2 separate regions of the Mus musculus genome follow, and region 1 is linked to region 2. The links are chromatin contacts, called in public Hi-C maps. All regions are on one chromosome and are shown on one strand. Each heading gives the region's core, a stretch centred on a gene start, on an enhancer-like site or on the middle of the called end of the contact. The rest is flanking DNA. Distances are from core to core; before and after follow the strand shown. Region 1 holds the start of Rdh14 (retinol dehydrogenase 14 (all-trans and 9-cis)). Region 2 holds the start of Ldah (lipid droplet associated hydrolase).

Region 1 (2,700 bases), core at 176-2,675, 2.2 Mb after region 2:
TAAAACGTTCCGCTGACAAACAATGTGGTACAATGGTGGTTTTGGTGGTCAACTGAAACACATCTCCCAGTTACCGGGGATAATTTATGCCTATTGCCCTGGAGTACTACTTATAGAACGTTCTTTCACACTTAAAATATGTTTGTCTGGATGAAAAATGATGTGGTTATCCTAGATTTATTCCAGGCATGCAAGGGATGGTTGTGTATCAGGAAATATCTTCACATAAATGTAGAGAGTTTGGCATCGTACTGTCAGCCCAGAATCACTGCATGCCAGTCAGCAACCTGTGGATTTTAAAGTCTTATAAGACCCTGGTTGGTTGGTTGGTTGGTTGGTTGGTTGGTTGGTTGGTTGGTTGGCTGGTTGGTTTGGTTTGGTTTGGTTTTCAGTAATCACTTCTCTTTTGCTCACCCTTGCACAGCTGAGACTTACGTTCTCTTTTCCAGGGTCCTCTTAAAAGCTTTCTGGAAGATTTAGGGAAACTGCAGAAAAAATTCTATGCCAAAGACGAACGATTGCTTTGCCCCATCAGGACCTACCTGGTTACAGCTCGTAGTGCAGCGAGTTCAGGTGCCCGTGTGCTGAAGACCCTTCGCCGATGGGGTCTAGAGATAGATGAAGCTCTTTTCCTGGCTGGAGCCCCTAAAGGTCCCATCTTAGTGAAGATTCGGCCCCACATCTTCTTCGACGACCAAATGTTCCACATTGAATCAGCACAGAAATTTGGTACCATCACGGCCCATGTGCCTTATGGCATTGCTCAAAAACGCAACTAGGGATGGGGAGGAAAAATAAACAGTCTGGTATTACAAACGGCATGTGTTTTGCATGGCTAGAGTGACTAGTTATTTCTGAGAATTTGACCACAAAACTTAGCTCCTTTGGTGTTTTTCTTTGCTTTTTGGAAAAAATTTTGAACTTTCAAGCTACAGTCAAGCATTCTACTTTTTTAAAGCTAAGGATGTTGGATATCATTGCATCTATCTATAAGTTGTAATGGGTGGCTCTTTAGACAAGTTTAGAACTTTGACACTTAAGTTGTTTCACAAGAAGCTTAATTAATTTTCAAAAAGCATTGCTCACTTTTAGTGTTAGTCAAATGAATGAATCTCTATATGCAGCATCACCTAGAAAAGGTATATTCAGGGTGGAATGAGTCTGATCAATAATACTGCTGATAACTGGGGCTGTGTCTTTTGTTATCCTTGTGTGGCAAGAATTTTACCAAGAAATGTCATTTTGTCTATAGGCATATAACCAATTCTAACACTGTCCACTTCTAAATAAATCCGCTGGGGCTTTCATGTGTACTTCCTGAACGCTAAGTCAAGTCAGCCTTAGGAGCAAAACTACAAGTCCCAGAAAGCCCCGCGCGCAGTAGCCCAGGACAGCAGGCGGCGCCCCAGAGTCCTTCGCGTGTAGGTGGCCCCATAGCACTCCGGAACCTGTGCGCTAGGCCCAGTGCACCGGGCCCGGAAGGTTATGGCAGTGGCTAGTGTGGCCGCAGCGCTCCTGGCCGCACTGGGCGGGGCGCTGTGGCTGGCGGCCCGGCGGTTCTCTGGGCCAAGAAACCAGCGGCAGCAGGGAGGCGGGGACCCGGGCCTCATGCACGGGAAGACAGTGCTGATCACCGGAGCAAACAGCGGCCTGGGCCGTGCCACCGCGGCGGAGCTGCTCCGCCTGGGGGCGCGGGTCATCATGGGATGTCGGGACCGCGCTCGAGCAGAGGAGGCGGCCGGTCAGCTCAGGCAGGAGCTCTGTCAGGCTGGGGGCGCCGGGCCCGACGGCACCGATGGCCAGCTGGTCGTTAAGGAGCTGGACCTTGCCTCGCTGCGCTCAGTGCGAGCTTTCTGCCAAGAACTGCTACAGGTGTGGGTCGAATGGAGCTCGCCACCCTCGGGGAGGGCCCTCTGAAACCTGGTGTGACCTTGAGGGTGGCCATGACCAAACCGGAAAGGCTCCTGCCTGCCTTGGACCCGGCTAGGAGGAGGGGCAGGTCTGAGAAGGAATTCCTGGGAGGTCCTAAGGAGAAGTGCATAAATAAGCCAGTGTCTGGACATTTGGTTTTGTTAGGCTAGGACAGTCACCAGCTGATCTTTGAGTTGTTTTCCCCCTGTCAGAAGTGAAATGTGTGCCAAATCTTACAGTGTCACAAGGCCTGTGAGCACCACAGGAGAAAAGCTAGCCAAAAACTTTCATTAGACCCTTCTTAAAACTTTTCTTTCTGTTTTTTTCCCCTCGTTACCTGGTTTTGTTTGTTTGTTTGTTTTTTCTTTTTTTGTTTTGTTTTGTCCTGCTGAAGTAGGAGGGGGTGTCACTTGCTGACACCCTGCATCATCCCTAAACTTGGAATCCCATTAAGTGTCTGAAAAGGGACAGGAATAAAAATAATTTAATGCTTAGCTTTATGGAAGGTTTTATACATGCCAGGGGATGTGCTAAGGACATTTTTAATATCTTTGGCTATTATCAGATCTTGTAAAGCAAGCAATAATATCTCTACTTCATGATAGGGAACTGAGGCATAGGAAGGCTAAGTGACGTGTCTGTCTTCAGAGTCCTTGCTTTAATCTCCTGTTGTGCATTCCTAGTACTTGAAGGCTGAGGTGTGTGATTTCCTTGGGTGTACAGTAAATATTCTACCGAAGTAGAAAGGCTGTGGCCAAAGTGACTTGCCACAGGTAGATCTAAAGGCAG
Region 2 (2,700 bases), core at 5-2,504:
TAAATCACCTAGATGCTACATCGTAGATGCATATCCAAGAATTAAAAGAAATCCTGCACCAATGCATTCTGTCATGTAGTCTATGGATGAAAGAAGGATGGAACAGATACCCAGAAAGACGCCCTTGATATGTCAGTAGTCCTTTAACAGCATTACTGGCAGGAAATTTACACACATAAAACTGACACCACTTGGTACATATCCTATGGTCACCGTAACATAATCATTTACTTTTATGTATTTATATCTCCAAACTCTAGTGATCACTTGTTAATACTGACCACACTGAAATGCTAAGGGTTTAAAAATTAGTTCATGAAAAACTCTTAACACAATGAATATCTTTTTCTATATTCATTAAATGTTACCTATTGGATGTGGAAAGTAGAAGTGATAAAAAAGGGTTATGAAGATATTTATCGGTTTACATTCCACAGCTAGTTGGATGTTGGTTCAGTAGTTATGAGCACTAACTCCTTTTCCACAGGATTTAGGATTGATTCTCAGCACCCACATGGTGACCCATAGGCTTATGTGGTTCAGGTCCCAGGGAACCCAGTGCCCTCTTCCAGCGTCCATAGGCTCCAGGCTACTAATATACAAAAAGATTTTTAAGTTAAAATATAAGTGATGTTGGTACTATCACCGAGGTGCTGGATACAAGCGCAAAGCTTTTCCATGTGTGATAATTACTATGGGTTTTTTTTTTCTTTCTTTCTAAGTTCCATGCTTCTTCTGGCTATAATACTGCCATATTGGCGACAGTATTTTGGGGGACAGAAATACACTGATTGCCTACAATTGTACCAAGTGTTGAGGATACTATCTTGAAGTTTGTAGTAAGCTGGAAATAGCTCTGGAAGGTCGCATTATCCTGAATATGAAACTGAATACTATATGAAGTTGAATACTAGCACTAAGGTCAGCTGAGAGTCAACTTTCCTGTGATCATGAGTCAGGAATGAAAAGCAACTGGTGGTGGAAGAAAGGAAAAGTGGGCAGATGGGGGGGGGGGGGGGAATGAAAGAACCTCCAAAGAGAGGAAAAACTCGTTTACCAAAACGACAAAGAACAGAGAGCGGGTAAAATTCAGGTGGTATGCTAGAAACGCTCTATGTGCTGCTCCCAGCAATCTCGCTGACTATAAACCACCTACCCATCAAGCTGCCACCCAAACTCTCACACGGGAGATCCTTGCAAAGCGTTCTACGGGTCCCGACTTCCGGGACCGGCGCGGCGCGGCGCTGTGACGTCAGTACAGGCGGAACTTCCGGGTCTGGTGAGGCTTTGCCGAGACGTCGGCGGACGACCCCAATACCTTGTGAGTGGGCAGGTGAGGTGATGCTGCCAGTACTGTGTGGTTTGTCTGAGGAAGGGCACGTGGGCTGCGCATGGGGTGGTGCTAGGATAACTGAGCTGCCATCACCCCGCGTGCACAGCCGCTAGGCCGTGCGGTACGCGATGGCACTACACTCGCCCGACCTGTGGCCAGGTCGCCAGAGGCTCCCTGGGTAAGGATAAGCCAATGCGCTGGCAGCCAGCCTTCTAGAAATAAATCCAAGTCTGCGCTGGGGCTCCCCAGGCATCTGTGGTCGACACTGTCCCTCGTGGATTCTCCTGAGAAATCTGCTGACATTAAAATTACCTTTACCCTTGCATATGATGTGTTGTTTCACTGCTTTTAACTTTTTTTTTTATTTTAGTTTTACAAAATGCATGGCTTCTAATAGTATAGTATACATTTCCCCAGCTTGAGAAGCTCAGCTTCTTGAATCTGTAGATTTATGCCCTTCCCAATTTTGAGAAGTTTCCAGATACTCTTTCTTAAAACGTGTGTTTTAGCCCCACATTGCCTTCTCTGAAACTCTAGTTGCATGAATTTTAGGTCATTTGTCATTGTAGTACAAGTCCCGGGGCTACTGCTGAGTTTTTAGACTGTTTCCCACCAATTCAGGTTTGTAAATTTTGTGGATCTATCCACGTTCTCTCATCTCGTTCTTTGTTGATACTACTCTGCTGATAATCCACCCCATAAGTTTTGTTCTTTCAATTATTACTTTTAAATTCCTTGCTCTTGTTTCTTATATAATATTTATGGTAGCTTCTGACCTTTAGTGTGCTCTTACATTTTTCTGGGCTTTGCTGTCTTCTTAGAAGAATATTTTAATCAAGCTCTTTCTTACTTTGGGAAACTATTACATTCCAGGTGCCTTCAACATTTTTCTAAACTACTTTGATGAAGAAGTTGGAATGTTAGTAGGAGAGACTTTTAAGATCATCATGGGCAAAATATCAGGTCACTTTTTCTGAAACGTTGTATTGTATGCCTGTGTCATAAAGGGTCAATATGCTTATCAGTGTGTTGTGAGCTAATGCTATGTGACTAGTGAGGTGAGGTCCTAAGAGGTGAGGCAACTTTGTTCTCAACCTCAGGAGGCAGCCTACATGCACTGCAAGAACCTATTAAAATTGGCCATGTGAAAAGATTAAATATGAATTAAATATAAGATTATGTGTTCAACCTATTTTTGTTTTAGAGCATTCATTGTTAAGCTTATCAATAAAGGTACTTCCAGATGACCCCTGTCCCAGTGAACAAGTCAAAGCCAGCTGTTGAGTTTTTCTTAGCTAACTCTACTTTGGATTGTTCCAAAACTGCCTGTGCTGTACTCTATAAATTTCTAACCCACACAATCTGTG

Evidence for each region. A called contact is a pair of places that touch in the nucleus more often than the background predicts.
Region 1: a contact with region 2 is called in a Hi-C map of B cells, with 10 read pairs. The contact joins the promoter of Rdh14 here to the promoter of Ldah in region 2. A contact is called at or near these places in 4 of 39 promoter capture datasets (the C10 cell line, hematopoietic stem and progenitor cells, hippocampal neurons and 1 more), 6 of 484 Hi-C or Micro-C datasets (B cells, CD4 T cells, CD8 T cells and 3 more), 2 of 115 datasets of contacts at active chromatin or transcription factors (astrocytes and pro-B cells) and 2 of 9 other capture datasets (adipose tissue and liver).

The regions. Positions count from the first base shown.
Region 1 is chr12:10,389,355-10,392,054 of GRCm38.p6, forward strand. It overlaps Rdh14 (retinol dehydrogenase 14 (all-trans and 9-cis)), which reads left to right and starts at 1,426. Exons shown (of 2, transcript NM_023697.2): 1 at 1,426-1,872. The coding sequence starts at 1,486. Nt5c1b (5'-nucleotidase, cytosolic IB) reads left to right here. Exons shown (of 9, transcript NM_027588.3): 9 at 450-820. The coding sequence ends at 779.
Region 2 is chr12:8,206,872-8,209,571 of GRCm38.p6, forward strand. Ldah (lipid droplet associated hydrolase) reads left to right here and starts at 1,255. Exons shown (of 7, transcript NM_001364261.1): 1 at 1,255-1,333. Gm33037 (a long non-coding RNA gene) reads right to left here and starts at 1,262. Exons shown (of 4, transcript XR_381233.4): 1 at 1,157-1,262.